2 separate regions of the Sus scrofa genome follow, and region 2 is linked to region 1. Evidence: chromatin contacts called from public Hi-C data. All regions are on one chromosome and are shown on one strand. The core of a region is the stretch at or near the end of the contact, and the rest is flanking DNA. Distances in the headings are between cores, read along the strand shown. Region 1 holds the start of CCL19 (C-C motif chemokine ligand 19). Region 2 holds the start of DCTN3 (dynactin subunit 3).

Evidence for each region. Hi-C and Micro-C count contacts between places; a contact is called where the count stands out from the background.
Region 2: a Hi-C map of liver shows a contact between it and region 1, with 2.3 times the contacts expected there. The contact joins the promoter of DCTN3 here to the promoter of CCL19 in region 1. A contact is called at or near these places in 3 of 5 promoter capture datasets (fetal liver, fetal skeletal muscle and liver), 17 of 47 Hi-C or Micro-C datasets (adipose tissue, alveolar macrophages, blood and 11 more) and 2 of 2 datasets of contacts at active chromatin or transcription factors (alveolar macrophages and skeletal muscle).

The regions. Positions count from the first base shown.
Region 1 is chr10:32,108,023-32,113,669 of Sscrofa11.1, forward strand. It overlaps CCL19 (C-C motif chemokine ligand 19), which reads left to right and starts at 2,344. Exons shown (of 4, transcript NM_001170516.1): 1 at 2,344-2,404; 2 at 3,439-3,565; 3 at 4,312-4,405; 4 at 4,487-4,507. The coding sequence starts at 2,344. The coding sequence ends at 4,507.
Region 2 is chr10:32,178,485-32,184,131 of Sscrofa11.1, forward strand. DCTN3 (dynactin subunit 3) reads left to right here and starts at 2,073. Exons shown (of 6, transcript XR_002336315.1): 1 at 2,073-2,259; 2 at 4,145-4,229; 3 at 4,912-5,647. ARID3C (AT-rich interactive domain-containing protein 3C) reads left to right here. Exons shown (of 12, transcript XM_021064675.1): 6 at 61-243; 7 at 1,019-2,259; 8 at 4,145-4,229; 9 at 4,912-5,647. The coding sequence ends at 1,119.

The sequences.
Region 1 (5,647 bases), core at 1,094-3,593:
CTCACGGGCCAAACTCAAACTGAAGCTAAAGGATAAGGGATACTGAGTGATATTGTCTGTAGACCTTTACAGATCAGGATCGAAAAGAACGGAGAAATGGGGTGGGGTGGGAGACACAGAGAATAATCAGAACCACCAGAAACAGAAGGATCAAGGGAAAGATACATAGATGAATTGACAGGTATCTGAGTAAAAGACTAGAATAATAATGGTTAATATTGAGTGTTTATTATGTGCCAGCCTCTGAACTAAGGGCTTTGCTTAGATTACCTCATTTAATCCTAAGAAGCAGACCTATTACCATACCTGTTTTATAGCTAAGGACACGAAGACACAGAACCTGGATCATTTGCACATGGTCACACAGCTAAGCAAGTAAAACAATCTGAACCCCAACCTAGCCACACTTCTTGTAGAGTCTCCCTCCCCTGTGCTCTTTTTTTGTTTGTTTTGTTTTGTTTTTTTTAAAGGCCACACCTGCAGCCTATGGAAGTTGCCAGGCTAAGTGTCGAATCAGAGCCGTAGCTCCCAACCTATGCCACAGCCACAGAGACATCAGATCTGAGCCACATCTGTGACCTACCCCACAGCTCACAGTAACGCCAGATCCTTAACACACTGAGCAAGGCCAGGGATCAAACCTGCATCCTCATGGATCCTAGTCAGGTTCATTACCTCTGAGCCACACCAGGACTCCCTTCCCTGTGCTCTTCTACAGTCAAGGGCAGACAGGCAGTGTGGGATGGCAGTAGAGTGTAAACCTTAAAGACACCTGCATTCAAGACATTGACTCGAGGAGGTCCCTTCCTGGTGCAGCAGAAATGAATCTGACTAGGATCCATGAGGATGCAGGTTTGATCCCTGGCCTCACTCAGTGGGTTAAGGATCCAGCATTGCCATTAGCTGTGGTATAGGTCACAGTCGCAGCTCGGATCCCGAGTTGCTGTGGCTGTGGTGTAGGCTGGCAGCTGCAGCTCCAATTAGACCCCTAGCCTGAGAATCTCCATATGCTGCAGGTGAGTCTCTAAAAAGAAAAAAAGAAAAATTTACTCGCTTTAGGACCTTGTGCTCTGAGCCTCTTTCCTTACCGGTCAACAGAGATACTAATGGGATGATAATCATAACAATGACTTTCTCGTCTTGTTGGGAAAGTGAAGCAAAGTAAGAGTGGTAAAGTCCTAGGTACAGAGCTTAGCACATAGTTAACAATCAGAAATACTATTACTGCTCCTATTGTTAATGGATAGAAAGAAAAATAAGTCAGAAACTTATGAGGGAAACACTCTCCACTCTAAAGAGGGTCCTGAGCTTGAGCGGGGATGGGTGACCAGGCATCCCACATATCAATTTCTCTTCTGAAATTAAAGACCAGTCTATCTCTGGTCTTTCTCGTAAGGAAGGGAAATCACTTGCCCCCTCCCTCATCTGTTGATTCCTTGAAATTAAGGGATTTGGGTGAATATGAGCTGGCCAGCCCCTCTCCTTAGAAATCCCCTCTTGGTTCCCAGGATGGAGAGGAAGGGAAAGATGAGGGGGGCTATGCCAGACCAGGCTCCCTCCAGCTGTTCTGTTGACCTAGGTGTTGGGCATGTGAAATTGGTAACTGGAGAAAGGAGCTGAGTCAGGAGGTTGAATTCCTGAGGCCTGAGATGTGGGATGGGGGGGTTGGGCCTCCTTCCAAGGAACATTCCCTTTCAACTCTGCCTGTCCCAAGGGAGGGGAGGGACTAGTTACCCAGTGATGGATGGCAGCCACTGTGATGACCTGGGGGGCGCTCATCCCTGACTCTGTGGTGGCCCTGAGGGGCCAGGGAGCCTTCACCACCACCAGCAGTGGAAGGAAGCATGGAGAAGAGAATGAGGATGAGGGATAAACCTAGGGAAGAGCGAGTACCTCCCCACTCTGGTCCCTCCATCCTAGGCATCACCTCTGGAGGCCAGCCCTATGGCTGATGACGCAAATGCCACCAGCGAGGTGCTAGCACAGATTCTCTCTCTCTGGAGCTGACAGCACAAGGTCCCCTTCTCTTGGCCAGATTCTTAGAGCTGAAGCCAAGGAAAGCAGAAGAGAGGGATGGGGGGTGGGGGCAGGGTCAGGCTCCAGCAGAAAGAGGGGGGCAGCGGGGAATCCACAGAATGGACTTGGAGGGGAATTTCAGAGCAGAGAAAGTGAAAGTTCCGGACCATAAATAGGAGGCACTGCCGGCTCCATCCAGCTTCCACACTCGCATTCCCAGGCTCCCTCGCACCCCAGGCTTCCCAGCCAAGTCTCAGCTTCACACGGACTCCTGCCTGCCCTGGATCCACTCGTGTCCACACGCTTGCTGAGAGTCTGTTCACCCTGATGGCATCCTATGCAGCCACACTACTGGCCCTCAGCCTGCTAAGCCTCTGGACTTCTCCTGGTAAGGCTAAGGGGAGGCTGAGGGTGGAGGGGAAGTAGCGGGATGTTTGGGTCTCAGACTGCTTGGCACTGGACGTGAGGGACACTGAGTTAGGGCTGCATGTTGCCATGAACCTGGGGGTTCCCCATGCCCTGTATGTGCCAGGGGGTGTGGGTGTCCCTGGGCCTCCCTGGTGGATCCAGGGTCTACCACCACCCCTCTCTCTGCAGCTCTATCTCCTGCTGCCTCGGTTCTCCAGGCAGAAAGAGAGAACAGTATTTATTTGCTTAAGGTGGGGAGAATAGGAGCTGCTACGGCATGGCTAATAGTCAAAATATTTCAGAGTTCCCATGTGGCCCAGTAGATTAAGGATCTGGCATTGTCACTGCAGTGGCTTGGGTCACTGCTGTGGCATGAGTTCAATCCCTGGCCCAGGAACTTGCACATGCCATGGGCATAGCCAAAAACAAAAGAAAACAAAACCCCCCAAATATTTAACCATTTCTAAGTTCTACTAATACCAGCCTCCTGCCACCCCACCCCACATCCATCCCCCTACCAAAGTCACAGCATGAACTCTCCATTTACGGGGAAGTTGGAAGGACTTGGAATAGAGGTTGGGACGATCAGGGCAGAAGGAAGGCAGTTTATGGGGCTCGTGGCAGTGGTTGTTTGCCAAATAGCTTAGAAGTACTGCCATTTATTTAGGAGCCAGGAGGGGCCATACTGGTACATACTGGTTGAAAATCATTCAGGTATATCTGCCTCCATACACACACAGGTGTCCTTAAGCCCTGCGAGGGTTGTGGCCTCCCCTTCTCAAAGTCTTTGTGTCCTGACACCACTTCTTTTCTTTTTCTTTTTCCTTTTTTCCCTTTTTTTTTTTTTTTTTTTTTTTTGGCCTCACCTGCAGCATGTGAAAGTTCCCAGGCCAAGAACTGAACTGGCACCACAGCTATAACCAGAGCCATAGCAGTGACGACACCAGGTCCCTAACCCACTGAGCCACCAGGGAACACCCTGACACTATCTTCTTTCCCCTAACCCCACCCTAGCTCTGGGAGATGCCAACGATGCTGAAGACTGCTGCCTGTCTGTGACTCAGCACCCCATCCCTGGGAATCTGGTTCGAGCCTTTCGCTACCTGCTCATTCGAGATGGCTGCAGGCTGCCTGCCGTGGTGTGAGTTGTGGGAAAAGCCTGTCTTCTCTCATCTGCCCATCAGCCGCTGATGCCACCCACGCCCCACCTTCTTATCTCTCTTTTCCTAGTCAAGCCCAAACCCTGCAACGAAGCCCCTGACACAGGTTCCCAGGTGTGGTCCCCCACCTCTGTCCCTTACATCAGGACCTGCCAGGAAGTTGAGTGTCAGGGCTCTATTTTCTCTGACCTCTGACTTCTATTATACAGAGTTGTTTTCTTTCTTTTTTTTTTTTTTTTTTTTTTTTTTGGTGGGGGGCACCCTGCATATGGAGTTCTCAGGCCAGGGATTAGATCTGAGCTGCAGCTGAGGCAATGCTGGATCCCTAACCCACTGTGCCAAGCCAGGGATTGAACCCATGTCCCAGTGTTCCCGAGATGCTGCTACCCTATTGCGCCACAGCAGGAACTCTGCTGACCTCAGACTTTTTTTTTTTCTTTTTTTTTTTTTTTTTGCTTATTAGGGCCGCACCCATGGCATATGGAAGTTCCCAGGCTCTGGGTGGAATGGAGCTACAGCTGTTGGCCTACACCACAGCCACAGAAACAGCAAGGCAGGATCCAAGCCATGTCTGTGACCTACACCACAGCACATGGCACCGCTGGATCCTTAACCCACTGAGCAAGGCCAGGGGTTGAACCAGGGGTTGCGACTCCATGGTTCCTAGTTGGATTCATTTCCACGGCACCACGATGAGAACTCCCTGACCTCTGGCTTCTGACTCCAGGTTCACCACGCTGAAAGGTCGCGAGCTCTGTGCACCCCCTGGCCAGCCCTGGGTGGAGCGCATCATCAAGAGACTGAAGAGGAAATCTGCTAAGGCAAGCCCGGCCCTCCTCACCCCCAGCTCCTCCCTCTGAGCCCCTGTGCTTGTATGACCTTGATCTCCCTTCCTCCCCCAGAGCAAGCACCACCGCAACTAGCCCCTGACAGTCCCGCAGGGAGCCCTGTGTCCTGTGTTCTGAGTGAAAGAATGTGAATCACTGAAGCCCTGGGGAGACAAGCACCGGCAGAGAGGACCAGGCCTCCAGGAGCGTCACTGGGAGTGGGAGTGAGACTGAGTGTGGCGGAAGCACAGTGTTTCCACACCCAGACTGCAATGCTTTCAATAAAGCCCAGCTGGTACCCACGAATCTGTCTGCTGTCTGTTTGCTGTTTGTCCAGAGGAACAGTGACAGGAAGGGGGGAGATGGATGGCAGGATTCATTTCCACCCTGCATCCCGAGCAACCTCCTCCCCGACCTCCACGCAACACCCTGTGTCCTCAAGATCAGCTCCCCCAGTCCACCCCTACCCCCATCTCCTCACAGCCCTACCTCACCCCACAGCTCAGCAACACAATACTAATCTTGAGTTGGTTCCCTGTACAAGCTAAACTCTCTCAAGCCTCCAAGTCTTTGCTCCCTGGGACAGGTGCTCAAGCATCAAGGCATCTCAGGGACCCAGTGCCAGTAAGGGGAAAGGGATTATTGGGAACTGGCTGGGGAAGAGCCAGGGAGCCCAACTCTATTGCCTGGGGTGGAGGAGCAGGTCCATCCACCCATACCACTCCCTCTGTCTGCAACATTCTTCTCTCTCTTCTGCCTGCCTGGCTTCCCATCTGGGTCTGGATGACTCTCCAGGAAGCCTTCCCTGACTCCAGGCTAAGTTAAGGCGTCTCCCTCCCTCCAAAGCTCCCCAGGGCCCTCTGCTCCTCTCCTCTAGCAGAACTCAACATGCTGAGTTATAATTGCTAGTTTGCTCACCTTCGTGGACAGGGACCACATCTATTTTGGTTTCCATTGTCTCCCTGGTGTCCAGCACATGGCCTGGCACAAGGCAGTCACTCAAGACACACTTGTCCTGAGAATAGATAAATGTGTGAGAAAAGACTGAGCAGCCAGGGTTGAAGGCCCATCTGTCCATACAGAATCTGACCTCACATAACTCTCCCAGACTTCAGACAATATTACAAAGCTACAGTAATCCAGACAGTGTGGTAATGGTACAAAAACAGACTTATGGATCAATGGAACAGAATAGAGAGCCCAGAAATAAACCCAGACACCTAGGGTCAATTCTTA
Region 2 (5,647 bases), core at 823-3,322, 70 kb after region 1:
GAACCAAATGCAGAGACAGAGCTGGTTGGGCCAGGGGCGCTAAATGACCTGTTCTTCCAGAGGAAAGCGGAATTCCAACCCCTCGACTGGCACTGCCTGTGGGCCTGGCCTTTGGACCTGCACGGGAAAAGGTGGCACCAGAGGAGCCCCCAGAGAAGAGGGCTGTGCTGATGGGGCCCATGGACCCACCTCGACATGGGGCACCCCCCAGTTTCCTGTCCCGTGGCAAGATTCCCCTCAGGGGTGAGGAGAGGCTTGTTGCTGAGAGGGCTTAGGGCCGGTGCAATAAGGGAGGACGGACCCGTCACTTGATAGGCATTGGAGGTGGGGCAGATAGATCCCTCAGTAGACAACTGTGTGATGACAGGTGTGGGACTGAAGTGGAATGGGGGCTGTCTATAGGGATGGAGGGGGGAGGTTGTAAATCTGAAGTCTGATTCCTCAAAATGTGACTCCTCTGCCCCCTCTTGGACAGAAGAGCGGTTGGATGGGCCTCTCAATCTGGCAGGCAGTGGTATCAGCAGTATCAACATGGCCCTAGAGATCAACGGGGTGGTCTACACTGGTATGGGTACTGCAGGCTGTCTATACTGGCATGAGGTCAGGGGTATTTACACTGGCATGGGGATTTTAGACTTTCTCTACTAGCATGAGGTTCAAGGATATCCAGATTGCATGGGTAACATGGGGTTCAGGGTATTGCTACACTGGCATGGGTTAAAGGGGGTATCTACATGGCATGGGTTCCAAGGCATGACTTCTCTGGCATGGGTATCATGAGACATCTTGTTATGGGCCTGTGTATCAGTGTAGATATTTCTTGTTTACTTGTTCAAGGCCATTTATATTGTACAAGTCTTTAGCTTACCCAAGGGGCTTGTGCTCATTGGTTGTGGCAGGACTGTGTGTGTGGTCTTCTAGCAATCAGGACGCTGACTTTTGCTTCTCTCTTCTGTTCCTTTGCCTCATCTTTTCCTGCTTGTGTTTGCCCTCTACCCTCTCCTCACCCCTTTGCCAGGCGTCCTGTTTGCCCGTCGCCAGACCGTGCCAGCTTCCCAAGGCCCAACCAACCCTGCACCCCCACCCCCGACGGGGCCCCCTTCCAGCACCTCACCCTGAGAGCTTCCATTTGAAATTAAGAGTCTCAGCCCCCTTGCTGAGGGGGCAGGAGACACCCCGCAACCTATTCTTCCAGGGTGCCCAAACTACTACCCAACCCTGGGAGATGACCCCTTCCCCCCATGCCATGTGGACTTGAAGCCAAAGAGATTTCTTTAGATGCTACATCTACCTCATTGCAAAGAGAGGGCCCCTCCTCCCTGGCCAACTCCAGCACCATCTACCAAAGAGTTCTGCCCCCAGTAACCCCCATCATCTCATGTGCTCTCTTGTGTCAATGTCATGTCTAGGACCCCACCTCTTTGAGTCAGACCTGCTTCTCTTTAGGAGCGGGGTGAAGGGCTGGGTTGGGGTGTTGTGAAGGCGATGTCCCTCAGGTCACATCTGGATAATAAAGGTGCAGTCCTTCCTCTCCAGTGCCTCCTTTCTTTCTTATTTGGGTCTGTGAGTTGGGGAGGAATTATGTGGTATACACAGGCTGCGTTGGGCTAGGGGTTCTCAGAGGAAGCCCTCAGGAAATAGAACAGCAAAGGTCCAGGAGTAGGAGAACTCTGTCTCATGAATCAGACTGCCTGAGTTCAAATCTCCATTCTGCCACTACAATGTTGAGTGTCCTTGGGCACGACACTTAATCGCTTGAACCATAGAAGACTCCAAAAGATTACGATACTCATGGGGTGTCTAACTGATCTATGGAAATGGGCAATCAGAATAATGGGTATATTTATGTGAACCTTGGGGGAATGGAATGGGGAAACCTCTTTGGTACCCTGGAATTAGGAGAAGAAAGGCAAAGGTTGTTTCGACTAGTAGAGGCTGGAAGTTAGGGGAGGACCTGATAGAAATACCCGTCGCCTAGGTTACCAGGGAGCTTCGACACCTTTCTTCGTCCCTTTCTGCCACTTCCGGAACCGAAGGGCTGAATCGTAGCGTCACTTCCTGTAAGGAGAGGGCCCCAGTCCACTCGGATTGGCCCGCCTTCTCTATTAGGACGGACGTCCCGCCCTCTGGCAGTTCCCCGGCTGAGGCGGGGCGGCTGGAGCTATGGCTGGTGTGACCGATGTGCAGCGGCTACAGGCCCGTTTGGAGGAGCTGGAGCGCTGGGTGTACGGGCCCGGCGGGTCGCGCGGCTCGCGGAAGGTGAGCGATCTGGGGTCCAGTGGTTCCTCTCTGGGGCAAAGCAAGAGCGGTCTACTGGCTTGGTCTTCGGGATGGATGCTGCTGCTCCAGTCCCGCTGCCCGCAACCCGGCCTTTGAGATAACAAAAGTACGAGACCTCCTGGAGCATATCGGACCCTCGGAGTCCACTCCCATGGAGGACACTGGGCGTGAGATGGGCTCATCCTGAAGACTCTGGCGTTGCTCTCGTGGGATAGCTGGCGAGACCTGACACACTGGAGAAGCTGACTAGTGAGAATTTCAGTAAGAGCTGAAGCCCACAGTGGAAAGGTCACTGTGAAGCCGTGGGTAGTTAATTGCTAAATGTCTTGTGCAAAGAAAGGTCCAAGGAACCCCAAAAGAGGCAGACGAGAGGTGGATAAGACTCCAGGGGTTTAGAGGTGAGGTCTGAGAGGGCCCGGATTAGGAGGGGAAGGGATTGAATACTGGGTGTTCGGATAGGGCCTGACTGTCCTTCACACCAGTGACTGAATTTTGACACCTGTACAGCCCAGGTTCCCTTCTGTTCCACTTTTCGCTGTGGAAAGACCTTTCACTGAAGGTGCAGTGTCAGGCATACCCTGGAGTTAAGTACCTCAGAGGTAATGATGTCTGTCTGTACACTTCTTGTGAAATTAGTTGTGACTAGCAGATTGTACCCCACTTGAGAACTGACTTCCCAGAACATTCTTTCCCTTTGACATCTGTGACACATCTTCCTGATTTTCCTCCTGCCTCGCGAGCTGCACTGCTCAGTCTTTTTCTTTCTTTCTTTCTTCTTTTCTTTCTTTTTTTCTTTTTTTAGGGCTGCACCCTTGACATATGGAAGTTCCCAGACTAGGGGTCGAATTGGAGCTGCAGGTGCCAGCCTATGCCACAGCCACAGCAACACCAGATCTGAGCCACCGCAGCTTGCGGCAATGCCAGATCCTTTACCCACTGAGGGAGGCGAAGGATGGAACCCACATCCTCATTGGTCCTCAGTTTTATTACCACTGAGCTATGATGGGAACTCCCTGCTCAGTCTTATTTGCCTCTCTTTTCTTATATTTGACCCTTGCGTGTTGGCATTCTTTACCCTCCAATGCAAAACCTGTGTGAGATCATTCGCTTCCCTAGTCTCCCCCTCTGTTCAGCCCTTTGATATTGGAATTCCTCACCCTGTACTCTTAAAGCCTAGGTAGGTTCAGCCAGGAGGAAGGAATCAGAGAATATATAGTATATGCTAGTGCCCCCTAAACTCTAATTAATAGTTGATTATCTCCCAATCACCCTTGAAACTCCCCAAGGAATACATGATTGTTTTCCTCTTTACATTGAGAATTCCTGGAAGGTGGGGTTGAATCTCTCTCTCTCTTTTTTTTTTTTTTTTTGGTCTTTTTAGGGCCACACTTGTAGCATATGGAGGTTCCCAGGCTAAGGGTCTAATCAGGGTTGTTGCTCCTGGCCTACACCAGAGCCACAGCAACACCAGATCCGGGCTGCGTCTATGACCTACACCATGGCTCACGGCAATGCCGGATCCTTAACCCACTGAGCAAGGCCAGAGATGGAACCTACATTCTTATGGATACCAGTCGGGTTCATTTCTGCTGAGCCACAGTGGGAACACCTTTGGGTTTTTTTTGGCTGTAGCCACAGCATGTGGAAGTGCCTGGGCCAGAGATCAAACCCACGCCACAGCAGTGACCCGAGCGGCTTCAGTGACAACAACAGATCCTTAACCCACTGCGCCACAAGAGATCTCCTTGAATACAAGAGAAAGGGATGGTTTTTTTTTGGGAATCTGAGGGATGAGGGTTCTTTATCTTCTCCAAGCCTTGAGCCAAGTGGTAAATCTTGGAATTAACTTCCACTTCCCTTGTAGGTGGCTGATGGGCTGGTCAAGGTGCAGGTGGCTTTGGGGAACATTGCCAGCAAGAGGGAGCGGGTGAAGATTCTATACAAAAAGAGTAAGTGCCTCCCTGAGGTGCCTGCCTGCTCTCACTCCCAAGCCTATGCTTCCTGGTTCCTTGCCCAGGCCCTTCAGCACGTAGGTCACTGGAGTGGCCCTTTGGGGATAGGAGGTGAAGACATTTCCCTGATGCAATGGTGAATTGGGGTGTGCTTTCTACTTTATGGTTAAACCCCAAGCCCATGGCAATGCCCTCTTAAGTTATAGGATAAGAACTCTGCGTAAAAGTCCCCTGGGGGAAGGAGGGAGGAGGGGTATGGAATCTCACAGGCAAGGTTCAGAGGCAGGAAAGAAATTAGGCACTGAGAACCCCAACCTTGGCTCAGCCAGAGCTAGCAACCTCTTCACTAACTAGAAATCAGATAAAGCTCTGGCATGTCTTGGTGGCACTAAGGGGCAAGGTGCCTTCCACCCTTGAAGATAGATCACTGGGAATGCTGAGGGCCTCAGGGTGGTGGAGGCAATTGTGTTCCTAGCTTTAAAGTTAGAGGTTAGCCAGCAGGTGATTGGAGGGGAGGGACAGGGAAATGGGGATGGGGGCCCTGGTGGCGGCCTGCTGATGGACACGGTGGGTGTCAGCTCCTCACTCCAGGTTCTCCCCAGGCTTACCCCTCCCCTAATATCCTTCAGATTCCACACTTGCCAACCTTCTTCCACGTTCCATCTTGCTACTTTTCTAGTTGAAGACCTGATCAAATACCTGGATCCTGAGTACATGGACCGCATTGCCATACCCGATGCCTCTAAGCTGCAGTTCATCTTAGCAGGTAGTGCTGGACACGATGTGCACATGCATCTGGGAGGTGATTGTGGGGGAAGGTGGGCACAGAAATGGTCTTCCTGCCAGTCCTCTCACGGATACAGCCCTGGAAAGCTGCTCTCTGGAATCTGGCCTGGCTCTGGGCTGAAGCCAGAGGCGGTCCTGTGGTCCTCTAGGAGGCATTGGGTATGTATACTTGGGAGCCATCTGCAGGCCACGGTGCCACCCACAGTGGGAGCTACTCTAGTGTTCTGTCTAAGGCTTGCCTCTCAAATTTTCTTGCAGAACCTTCCTTCCTTCTGGTCAGTAACAGAGGACCTTCTAGGAAAGGGTGGGGGCAGAGAACATTGCATGGACCAACATCACAGCTCACGGCAAGGCTGGATCCTTAACCCACTGAGCGAGGCCAGGGATCAAATTTGCATCCACATGGATGCTAGTCAGCCTCGTTTCCACTGAGCCACGACAGGAACTCCTTGACAAGCATTCTTGCCTCCAGAGGTTTGACATGACAGTCCTCCCTTTTTTTTTTTTTTTTTTGCCATTTCTAGGGCAGCATATGGAGGTTCCCAGGCTAGGGGTCAAATGGAGCTGTAGCTGCTGGCCTACACCACAGCTCACAGCAACGCCGGATCCTTAACCCACTGAGCAAGGCA